2 separate regions of the Ovis aries genome follow, and region 1 is linked to region 2. Evidence: chromatin contacts called from public Hi-C data. All regions are on one chromosome and are shown on one strand. Each heading gives the region's core, a stretch centred on a gene start, on an enhancer-like site or on the middle of the called end of the contact. The rest is flanking DNA. Distances are from core to core; before and after follow the strand shown.

What was found. A called contact is a pair of places that touch in the nucleus more often than the background predicts.
Region 1: a Hi-C map of liver shows a contact between it and region 2, with 4 times the contacts expected there. The contact joins the promoter of CERK here to the promoter of TRMU in region 2. A contact is called at or near these places in 2 of 16 Hi-C or Micro-C datasets (liver and tail adipose tissue).

Annotation. Positions count from the first base shown.
Region 1 is chr3:222,843,437-222,849,599 of ARS-UI_Ramb_v3.0, forward strand. It overlaps CERK (ceramide kinase), which reads right to left and starts at 1,891. Exons shown (of 18, transcript XM_042247895.2): 1 at 1,854-1,891; 2 at 1,328-1,517. The coding sequence starts at 1,891.
Region 2 is chr3:222,534,563-222,540,571 of ARS-UI_Ramb_v3.0, forward strand. TRMU (tRNA mitochondrial 2-thiouridylase) reads left to right here and starts at 3,197. Exons shown (of 11, transcript XM_027968216.3): 1 at 3,197-3,327. The coding sequence starts at 3,246.

The sequences.
Region 1 (6,163 bases), core at 641-3,140, 310 kb after region 2:
TGATGCTGGGAAAGATTGAGGGCAGGAGGAGGAGGAGGCGGCAGAAGATGAGACAGTTGGGTGGCATCACCAACTCAATGGACATGAATTTGAGCAAACTCTGGGAGACAGTGGAGGACAGAGAAGCCTGGTTTGCTGCAGTCCATGGGGTCGCAAGGAGTTGGATGCGACTGAGCAGCTGAGCAACGACAACAGCGTGAAGAGCTATGGCAGGAACCAGCTGGTGGGCAGGGACTCAGAAACCCAGCCCCGCCGTGGGACCTCTGCCTGGGGCCTCCCTGGGCTGGGCCCCTTCTGCCCTCTTCAGTCACTACATAGGGTCCTTGAATGCCACGTGTCAGCTCGTACAGTCCTGCAGCCAGAGGGGCGCCGAGAGAGGATGTAGGCCCCCCTGCCCCCACCCTCACCTCCGTGGGGGAGGCCCTAGCATCAAGTGGGAAACACTGGTGGGGCCCCCAGGGACCGCCTCCCCCTCCCTCGGTAGACCACAGGCCAGGCCAGGGTCTCCTAGTGGCTGTTAGGGGTGGTGTTGTGACCCCTGAAATCCACACGCTGTGGCACTAGCCCCCCAGGGCCTCAGAATGTGCGTGTGTGTGGAGCTAGACTCTTGATGGAGGTGATTAAGGTGAAATGTGGCCTGTGGACCCCCATCCAGCATGACTGGTGGCTTCAGCAGGGGAAGAGCTGGACACCAAGAGCAGGCATGCTGGTGCCCAGAGGGTCAAACACAAGAGGCCCCGCTTGCAAGCCCCCGGGAGAGGCCTCAGAGCAACCAAGCCTTGTTGGCGCCTTGACCTCGGACTTGCAGACTCTCTGAACCGGAACTGGGGAAATAAACTTTTATTGTTTAAGCCACCCAGTCTGTGGCATCTTGCAGCCCTGGCAAAGCCCTCCTGTGGCCCTCCACGCCAGGGAGCTGTCCTCCTCGGTTTGGGGAGGGGCCTGGACAAGGCAGGAGCCGCATGCTTAAACTGGGGAGAAAGTATCAAAATAAAGTTTCCAGAAGACTGGCTTCCTGCGGTTGAGCTGCATGGTGAGAGGGCTGGGCTGGGGGTCAGGCCCCCGCTAAGGGCTGTGGGCCTGTGACTCAGCACAGCGCTGGGCAGTGGGAAGAAGGAGGCGGCTTCACCTCCAGAGCCGCTGGCAGTCCTCCCCCCACCCCTCCTGTGCCTCAGGTCTTGATGGGCCCCTCAGAGCTGGCTGCACAGTCACGGAAGGGGCAGCATGGCCCTCTGCTCAGGAAGTGCCCTCGGCCCGCTGGCGGGCCTTCCAGCCACCTCGCCGCTCACCTGTCCCATGTGGGACCCTGGGCGGAGGCCCTTCCCACCTGTCTGCCCATTTTTCCCCCGGCTGCCTCCTCCAACGCGGCTGAGTCAGTGGGGAGCTCTGCTGGGGCCTCCTCTGGGCTGCCCGTGCCTGGCCCTTTCCGCCTGCAGCTCTGCAGGGCACACTCGCTGGCCTGCTGGGTGCACGGCTGGCCGGTCTTCTGCGGGGCTTCCGTGAGCCCTGGCAGCCCACTGGGCCAGAGGGCAAGGGCTCAGCCTGGCAGCCTGCAGCCCTGGCCTGCCAGGCCCCATCACCTGCCCTGTCCCATGTCCCCGCTGCCAGCTTGGCCTGCTGCCTGGTGGCCCATCTGCCCTGCAGCCTGTGGCGGCCAGCTTGTCTGGGCTGGACACCACGGCCAGCACTGGCCAGCGCCCCCTGGACTGCACTGTGCCTGCCCAGGTCACCTCACTCGTGGGATGCTTGGTCTGTGAGGCATTGTCTGGGCCCACAAGCATCCTGCCCACCAGCTCATTCCTGCCCAACGCCCACTGGCTTCTGCCCACTGAGCCCTGGCCACCTGTGGAGACCTGGCACCATCAGCATCTTCCAGCACCACCCGTTCCATGACCTCTGACCGACTTCCTCTCTGTCCTGGGAGCCCCTGGCTGTGTGGACAGCGACAGCTGCCTGCTTATCTTCCCAGGCTTCCTTCCCATGAAGTCAGCACCTCACTTGACATCAGAACCCCACGGGGTGGGGAGGGAACACCTGTCCCAGCTGCACCTGCTCCCAGCAAGGCCGCCCTGCGCCTGTGCCCTCCGTCCTGGAGGGAGAGCTTCTAACTGCTGCAGGTCAAGGTTGACTGCCTGGAGGAAACGTCCAGGAGAGAGTAAGCTGGTAAGTTACAAAAATGCACATTCCCATGTTGCTCCTGTGGGGGCTTCTCAGGAGGCCCTGGTGGTAAAGAACCCACCTGCCAACGCAGGAGCTGCAAGAGACGCAGCTTCAGTCGCCGGGTGGGGAAGATCCCCTGGAGGAGGGCACGGCAACCGCACCCCAGTATTCTTGCCTGGAGAATCCCGTGGACAGAGGAGCCCACAGGGTCGCACAGAGTTGCACGCGACTGAATGACTTGGCATGCACGCCTGTTGCTCTTGCAACACAAACAACAACCTCTGCAAGTGGGAGTCATTAGCCCCATTTTACACACGGAAAGACAGGCCGCAAAACTAACCTGGCCTGCTCACATTCTACAGAGAGGTAACCATCCGGCTGGGAGCCCCAGGGCCACGCCGGCGTAGGAGACTCTGGAATGTGAGAACAAGGGCACTCCAGGGCAGCCTGTGCCCCAGCGGGTCCCACGCTGGGCACCCCAGCAGGACCACCCCGGGGACACGCAGCAGGTCCTGCCTGACCTGCTGTTTCGGACCCTCATCCGGACTCCCAGAGGGCGAACTGCAGAGGCTGTCCGTCTACCCAGGAAAGCCCCGAGATTGGGCTGGCCTGGAGGGTGGCCCTCAGGGGTGGGGACCTCAGGGTTGGTGGTCAAGGGCTGACCTGAGCTGGAAGGGCCGGTCGAGGGGTGGGGTAGCCGAGGATAACTCCGCAATGGCCAAGGATCAAGGCTGCTCACACCCCTGGGCAGCGTGGGGAGTAGCGTGCCAGGGGAGGGCTCAAAGGCCAGGATGGGGTTCAGTCTGGGCCCCATGGGCCCCCAGGCCTGCTCGGGTGAGCCATCTGGGTCGGGTACTGACAGGGTGCATCTCAGCCCTCATCTCATCTCCAGGGTGAGGCTGCCCTGCACGGGAGGGGATGGTCTCAGCGGGATCAGGGCCAGGGTTACCCAGCAGTCAGGGGTGGAACATGGACCGACACGCAGCGCGGTGGAAGCCCAGAAGGTGCTCTCAGACAGCCTGGCCACATTCTGGGTTTCTCTGCCAGTGGGGAACAGGCCCAGAGGCCCTGAGAGTGGGTCTGCCTTGTCAGAGGTGGTGTTTGCGCTGCAGTAGGCTGTTCTGGAGAAAAGACCAGCTCCCTCGGGGGGGAGAGTCCTGGACTCTGGGGAGACTCCCCCTCCCCATCTCTGCAGCTGGAGGAAAGCCTGCTGGCTGGCTGGGGTCCTTACAGGCAGGGTGCGCTCAGTGAGGGTGGTGGGAGGCCTCCCCCAGGTCTGCAGAGAGTCCGCTTCTGATTTCCGCAGCCTGATCTTGACTCCTGCGTGTGTGTGGTGGGGGCGCTGCTACAATATCCAGCCTTGGGGGCTCGGGGGAGGAGGACCCTGGGAGGTTCCCGGCCAGGTGACATCTACGGCCCAGCACGCAGCCGGGCCGGCGGAGTGGCCTTGATCGGGTGGAGTGGACTGGGGTGGGGAACACGGGACCTGGCGCCCAGGGCTGCTGGAGACATGGCGGAGGCGGTGGCACACAGGACAGCCACCCGCTATGATCTCAGCCTGGTAGAGAGAGGCTGGACAGCTCACCTGGATAGATGTCGTATTTGTCTTTTTCTATCCAAGCTCTGTAAAAAATTAGAGGAAATTGCAAAGATGTGGGGAAGGATGATCTGAGTGAGCCACACAGTAGGGGAGGGCAACGGTGAGGTCCATGAGCTGGGAGGAGTAGGCGGGTGGGCCTGGGGACAGGAGGCAGGGGACAGCGTTGGGTTCGGAGCCTGTGCACCCTGTGGGGGGAGGGTGGGGCAGAAAACCTGCTTCACATAAACCCTGGAAAATGTAAGTAAGGCCTTCCGGAGGAAAGACAATCTTAAGATGAAGAATAAAACACCATCTGGGCTTAGCCCAGGAGTTCTGCAGCACAGACAAAGCATCTACTATTGAGTCCAAAACCAACCAAACAAAAAACAGGTGGGGAGAGAAGACGGAGGATCAGAAACAACACTGAATCGCCAGGGCTCCCTAGAGAATGGTTGGAGTCAGTGGGACCGAGACAAACCCGGCTAGACATTGCCGCGCAGCGGCAGCTGGCCAGAGGACACCATGCGTGGAAGGCCAGGCAGTAAGGAGGCCAGAACAAAGGCGAGCTGGAGAGCTGCGCGCACGCAGGGTCTGTGTGAGGCAGGAGCTGGGATGCCAGGGCGGAGGGGGCGTGAGTGGTGAACTCAGCGCGAGGCTCAGACCAGGGACCGCGGGCCACTGTGCTCCGCCTCCTCAACAGACGGGGACACTGAGGCCAGAGACGGGCAGCAACCTCTGAAAAGTCCAGGCAAGCAGCCACCCCCCCTGACTCAGGCTCACTGAGCCCTACTGTGTGCCAGGCCCTGGCAGGTACAGGGACCCAACCCAGGAGCAGGCTCTTGCAGGGCCTTCTGTGGGCCCAAGAGAAGGATCACGGAGGAAGGTCCTAACAGGGTAATGCATTTCACTACTTGCAGAACAGCCCAGGAAATGCGCCTGCAATGCAGGAGATGCGGGTTGAATCTTTGGGAGGAGGAAATGGCAACTTGCTCCAGTATTCTCGCCTAGGAAATCCCATGGACAGAGGAACCTGGCAGGCTCCAGTCCACAGGGTCGCGAAGAGCTGGCCACGACCGAGAGACCAGTAACAACAAGAAACAGAGGGAAGTCACAAAGTCCTGCAGTGGCAGCGATGCCGCCTTTATTCAGAGCCTGCTCTGTGTCAGTCGGGACCCGGTTCATGGCCTCCCCTGGAGATAAAGCTAATTGTGCCCATTTTACAGATGAGGGGCCTGAGGCTCAGTGGGATGTGAGTGCTGCCTCATCTGAGCTAAGGCATAGGCATGGCCTCTTTCTATAGACGGACTCCTGCATCAGCCACCAAAATGCTGTAACATCTGTTTGTGTTAGGGAAACATCCAAAAAAATCCTCAGGCAACCAAACAAAAAGATACACAAGAACCCTTTAAACTCTTTCTCAGATGCTACGAAATCTCAGAGCGTTGTCTGCGTGGCTAGGATGAGAGGCAGCTGTCCTCACGAGGGTCATTTGCTTGCCAAGCTGCCATTCAGAGTGAAGATGATGAGGGACGTAGGCAGACAGTCTGGGTTTAGGGAAATGTCCAAGTCTTGCATCTTATCCGCAGGACTCCTTGCAGGAAACCACTGTGGTTTTAGGAACTGAGAGCCACAGTTTCGTCCAGACCTGTCAGAAGGGTCAACACACCTGGGAAGGAGAGGGAATCCAGAGAGCATCCTGGACACGTTCCTCTTCCAGCTCCCACTCAGCGGCCAAAGGGACCCTTTCCAAATGGAAATCCAGGTTTCTTCTGAATTCTGTCCGTCTCCTCTCAGGGCCCAGCTGCTTCTCTGCTCTTGACTCGGCTTCTGGTCGGCGGAGGTTACTGGACCTGCGTCGGCTGGTGGCCGCAGCTGCTGGAGTAAAGGGCGGGGCTGAGCTGTGAGGAGTCGTGAGGGCGGATGGGCAGAGGCGGGGGGGCGAGCCAGGCGGGGGCCTTGTCTTCATGTTTGTGTCCCTGGTGCCCATACAGCACCTGGCAAACGCTGTCTCAGTCGCTCAGTCGTGTCTGACTCTTCGCCACTCCATGGACCATAGCCCACCAGGCTCCTCTGTCCATGGAATTTTCCAGGCAAGAATACTGGATCGGGTTGCCATTTCCTCCTCCAGGGGGTCTTCTTGACTCAGGGGTAGAACTCGGGCCTCTTGTATCTCCTCCACTGGCAGGTGGACGCTTTGCCACTGAGTCGCCTGGGAAGCCCCGGCAAGCTCTATACTTTCAATAAGTATTTGTTTAGTGGTTGAGTGAATGAAAATACAAGCACAGGAAAGTCAATGGAGCAATTTCAACTTGAGGCAAATTTGAGTTTACATCAGGGGTTGTATACAGAAACAGTGGCTGGGGCAAACGGTGGGGCGTGGTGGGGACTGAGGCACGCCAGACTCGCCTTCCTGTTGACAGGTGA
Region 2 (6,009 bases), core at 1,947-4,446:
TTATGGAGACTCTCCTGTGGGCAGCGGTCATGGGGGTGCAAAGCTCGCACATGGCTGTCTTCTGGGGGTGTGGTGGTGAGTGGGAGAGAGGGGCTCTGGCCGTCCTGCCTACAGCGCAGGGGTGAGCTGGGCCTTGGCCCGTGCCTGCTCCCCCAGGCTCCTTGGAGCAGCCACACTCTGGTTTCCGTCCAGCTGGTCCCACAAAGCACTTTTCCTCTCTGGCTCCCAGGCCCTCAGCCCACCACTGGGAGGGAGACCAAGGGGAGGGGAGGGGCTGCCCTTTCCTCGGTACCTGGGGGTGAACAAGCTCGGGTGCCGCCAGAGGGCCACCCTTCTCAGCTTGAGAGGCCCAACTTCACGTGATCGTCACATTCCATTAATTCTCAGGTGCAAACGCTTTCACGTTTCACAGCTGACATCCACACAGCTCACACTGCTGTAGTTGGGCCATTTGGGATGTCGTCGTTGACACTGCTGGTCCATCGTGCACCTGTGTTAGGCAGTGATTAAAGATTTGGAGCCTCTAAGTAGCAAGTGGTTGTCGCTCAGTGGCACAGTCCTGTCTGACTCTTTGCGACCCCAAATAGCTAATAACCGCCCATTAACTGAGAAGGAGCAGAAAACACAGTTGCCAAGGTGTCATGTTTCAGCCACTGTAGGGGTGGGTGGCAGCTCTCCTAACCCCAAGGCCATGTGCTGGGCATGATACTGGACTCTGCCTCAGGCGGGCGGGGTGCCCCAGACAGCCCAAAGTCCAGTGACATCAGCTGGGCCGCCCCACAGCCTCAGCTAAACGAATGCTCACTCTGAAGTCCTCTGAAGGCCAGGTGTCATGCCCCCTTGTCGGGGTTTCCTGACCCCTTATTCTGAAATGCAGTCCTTTTTCTGTTTCCCTGCAGGGCCCCGCTTACGCCTCCTGCTCTTGGCACTCTCAGTTGGCATTTCCTGCTTCTCGTCTCAGAATGGGGACATGGGGCCTCCCTCATTTCACTCTAGACTCTTTTTTTTTCTTCCTTATGCGGGATCCTAGTTCCTCAATCAGGGATCAAACCCGAGTTCCCTGCAGTGGAAGCGTGGAGAACTTACCCACGGGACTGCCAGGGAATTCCTTCACTTTGAACTCAAAACTACTCCTGTTCTCAAGAAAATGACTTGTCTTAAGAATTATCCACATTTAGACATTAATGTCCACTGTTAACCTAATGTGATTTTAATGCCAAGCTTTGGTGTGTATATTATTTACCTGATTTAAAAAACCATCAGCAGGATTTCCCTGGTGGCCCAGTGGTTAAGACTCCGAGCTTCCATTGGCTGCGTGGGTTCCATCCCTGGTCGGGGAACTAAGATCCCACATGCCATGTGGCCAAAAGTAAACAAACAAAAATAAAAACCATCTGCATCTCTAGTGTATTTCCTCCCCAGCTTTTTTCAAACCATGGTTCAAGTCCTACCTGAAATCAGTTTTGTGAACTGCCCCAGCAGTTATCTGAAAGTGAAAGTTGCTCAATCATGTCCAACTCTTTTCGACCCCATGGACTTTACAGTCTATGGGATTCTCCGGGCCGGGATACTGGAGTGGGTAGCCTTTCCCTTCTCCAGGGGATCTTCCCGATCCAGGGATCGCATCCAGGTCTCCCACATTGCAGGTGGATACCAGCTGAGCCACAAGGGAAACCCTAACTTTTTCAGCAGTTTTAAACAGGAAAAATAAGATTTCCCTGGTGGTCCAGTGGTTGAGAATTCACCTGCTAGTCAGTGTAAGGGACACGAGTTTAATTCCTTTTCTGGGAAGATGCCACATGCAACTAAGCCCTGATGCCCTAGAGGCTGTTCTGTACTCTAGGGAAAGCCACTGCAGTGGCAAGCCTGGGCACCACAGCTAGAGAAGGCCAGTGCGCAGCAGTGAACCCCGCGCAGCCATAAGTCAGTAAATAAAAAATTTGGAAAAAAACTACTGGTGCCTGACCCCCTATCTCAATGACTGAGACTACTTCTTGCTCCCCTTCAAAAACTCATAACCGAGCAGAATCTCCGGAGGTGGTGGTTGGGGGACAGAGAGCCCGCCACTTCCCCCAGACTGCTGGCATTGGACTAAAGGCAGTTTGCCTTTCCGCCATTCGTGAGCACTGATTTTGGAAGCAGAGAGCAGCAGGACCAGCGCTGATGACAACGCTTGACCTAGCAGCCCCCACGGGGCTCTCAGCGCCTGTCCGCAGTGCGGCCATGAGCAGCTCCCCTGGAAGTGAACTGGGGTCGGCAGGCACCCTGGCCCTGCTGGGCCTGGCCCCACGCTGTCCCCAGGCCCAGGGCCCTCCACTCAGGGCTGGGCCCTCCACCTGCTCACCCTCCCCTTCAGGTCAGCTAAGGGAAGGCCCGCGCCCACTTCCAGAAGCACCCAGCTCGACATCACACTCTTCAGTCGTCTAGCAGCCTGTTCACTGGGCACCCTCCTGAGTCACTGTTGACTGAAAAAAGATGTACAGCTTGAGAGTTGCAAGTTAAGTTTTATCTGGGGCAAAATGAGGACTGCAGCTGGGAGGCAGCATCTCAGACGGCTCTGAGAGACTGCTCCAAAGCGGCAGTGGGGGAAAGTCAATATATAAGGTTTTGGTGAAGGGGGAGTTCAGTCCCATGAAACACCCAGTTTACACAAGGTTTTTTGTTAGTCCTGAGGATCTGATGTCACCTTGAAGGGATTTAGTGCTTCTCTAGATAGGAGGAGATGCCAGGATGGAGATCATAAGATATGTTCCTGAAAACATCCAACCAAAGACCTGTCTCTCCAGATTCCCTGGAGCACAGAGCACCTCACTCCACACAACTCCCTCAGGGGTTGTTGAAGGTCAAGAGCTATTTTAGCTGCATGGGGTTCAATCTCCGTGGAGGCAGATGGCAAATGCCTTTGTTGTTCAGACCTTGGCAATGCTCTTGGTAAGTGCCAATTTGTAGTTGACATCACACACACAGTTGTGTGCTGGGAACACACACTCGCACACTCACACACGCGCGCGCGCGTAGGAAGCGCTTAGTGTGTCCGGCAGCTGCCGGCAGAGAGGTAAGCCAGAGCCAGGAGTTCAGGGGGCGTGGTTACAGGCCCGCCTGGGAGCAGCGGGCAGGGAGGAACACAGGGCGCTGAGCACCCGCTTCCGCCCGGGCCTCTTCTGCGCTCTCGCCGCCAGGGGAGGGCGGGACTTCCGGCTAGGAGCGGAAGCGACGGCGGCAGTGAGGGGAATCGGCCGCTGTCAATGCAGGCGGCTCGGCACGTCGTGTGCGCCGTCTCCGGCGGCGTGGACAGCGCGGTGGCAGCGCTGCTGCTGAGGCGGAGAGGTGAGGAGGCCGAGCGGCCCCTTCTCGGAGAGCCCCGCCTGGCGGCGCGGCGCCCCGGCCCTCACTCTGCGCCTGGGGGTCGGACAGCGCGCGGCCGCCGCTCCGCCTGTCGGGGAGCGGTCAGGCCCCCCGTTGCCGCCGGGGTCGAGCAGGGGAGGGTGGGCCTCCGACTCCGGGCGGCCGCGTTTCTCCCCGGCCCCGAGGCCTTGCCCCCGCGGCGGTGGCGGCGGCGTCCGCACTCAGCCCAGGCCTGAGGAGCGCCGCAGCCTCCGTGGAGGCGCTTATCTCCACGACACACGACGTGGCCGTCTGGCTACGTGGGCGACCAGTCCCGGCGGGCTTATCAAGTCGCGGCTGTGCTTTCCACTCGGTGGGTGACAGACTGCGCAGGAGCGCTTCCGTTTTCTCAGGCGCCTGTCGGGCGCCCCCGGTCGGGAGCCGAGGCTCACTGCCCATCTGACTCTCCGTCCGTGTGACCCGCTCCCGTTGGGAGCCCTCCAGTACCTAGGTCCTGGAGGCGTCTTTCGTTCTTAGGCACTTGGAATGCAGAGGGAACCCCAGGTTCCTGACCTGGGACAAGTGATTCAAGCTCTTCCTGTTTGTAAAATGGAGGCACCGCCTACCTCCCAGGGTTACTGGAGGTGAAAGTGAAAGAAAGTGAAGTCACTCAGTCGTGTCTGACTCTTTGTGACCCCATGAACTGCAGCCCGCCAGGCTCCTCCGTCCATGGGATTTTCTAGGCAAGATTACTGGAGTGGGTTGCCATTTCCTTCTCCAGGGAATCTTCCCGACCTAGGAATCGAACCCAGGTCTCCCACATTGTAGGCAGACGCATTTACTGTCTGAGCCACCAGGGAAGTTACTGGAGGTAGTAGTAATAAATAACAGGACACACAAAGCCTTTACCCCAGCGCCCAGCACACGTTAGGCACTCAGCAGTAAAGGTTATTAGTTCGTATTAATAACCAAACTGTCACAAAAGGTGTAATAAAAAGTGTCAAATACAAGTAGAGACAGACTGTGAGCATACATACTTGCGATGGGGAAGGGAATCAAAGCATCACAGAGATGGTGCTGTTTGCGCTGAGACTGCTGTCAAAGCCAAGTTCATATGTTCGGTGGCACAGTGAGGCCAGACACACTGAAGTTTTGAGTTTGGAGCAGAGAAAGGTTTATTCATCTAGGAGGTAGCAACCTGGAAGATGAGAGACCTAAGATCCTCTCATCCCTGGTATCACCACTTGGAGGGGGAGGAGGAGGAGGAGTTCCCTAAGCAAAGGCTGGGGCTCAGGAGGTAAGGAGGAAGCGTTTCTGGCGGAGTCCACAGCAGGTGCAAAGCTCAGGCACAGAAGTGCTGGCTGGGTCTGGGAGGGAGAGTGAGGCAGAGAGGAGGTTGAGCGCTGCTTGTGGAGAGTGTTCTGTTCGGGGCTTCAGAGTGTGTTGTGGGAGACAGTGCAGAGCCCTCGAAGGGTTCTGACTAGGCGGCGACACGTCTGGGGCGATGGTGGCAGACATCCCTGGGGAGACTAGTTAGGTTATCTTACTCCTTCAGGAAGGCTAGCGCTCCTTCCCAGAATCCAGGCTGAGCAGCTTCACAGACCAGCTTCCTTGGGTTTTGCTCCTCCGGGCGGAAAGCTGAGGGGCAGAGCAGAGAAGCAGCAGGTCCTCCCCTCGACGTGGAGGTCTCTTCCAGTCTCGTCGGAGGTGCATATTCTGCCACGTGCCTCCGAAGCGCTGTGGCCTCCTGGAGCGTGAGTGGGCACGTCTCCAGGAGAAGGATGATCAGGCCCATGAGGCCATGGAAGGGGGGGTTTTTTAAGCTCTGGGAGTGGAGTTGTCTGTTTGTTCTACTTGAGCCCTTGTTCTGTGCTGGGCACTGCCAGGCTCTGGGGACACATGGGTGTGTGAGACGGCGCTGGCAGGTGGCAGAGTGCCTCGCTTTAGTAGCTGCAGGGGCGTGCGCAGGAACAGCGGGAGCCCAGTGTAGGGTGCACTGTCAGGGAAGCAGGGTCCGGGGATGTGGGAAACAGAGAAGGGAGGACCTGCTGGGGTGGGGCTAGTGGCCTTGCTCAGGCGGCCTTTTAGTGTTTGGCAGAGCTTTGTCACTGAGTCTCTGCTCTCTGGAATACCGTGTTAAAGCTTTTACAGTCCGGTGCCCTGTCTTTCATTACATTCATTTCTCATATGTGGTGGACACCTGTGTACTTAGAAAGTTGGTCTCCCCCACGTTTGGTTTGGTACTTTGTCTGCAACAGAAAAGGCGAAAAACAGGTCTCAATGTATATAGATGTGTGTGCCTGTGTGTGTGTGTGTTAGTCGCTCAGTCACGTACAGCTCTTTGCAACCTCAAGGACTGTAGCCTGCCAGGCTCCTCTGTCCATGGAATTCTCCAGGCAAGAATACTGGAGCGGGTTGCCATTCTCTTCTCCAAGGGATCTTCCCAGCCCAGAGGTTGAACCTGGGTCTCTTGCATTACAGGCAGATTCTTTACCATCTGAGCCACCAGGAAAGCCCTGTGATAAAGCAACCAAAATTTTTTATGTCTTTATGTCTGATGACTTAGAACCTAATTCTTACTGGGTAATTGGAAATAACTTTTGAATTGAGTTTACTTTTCTGATAACTGAATGGCGGTTTTTATTTGTTTTGAAAAATTGTGTAGAATTTCTGCTTTTCTTTCAT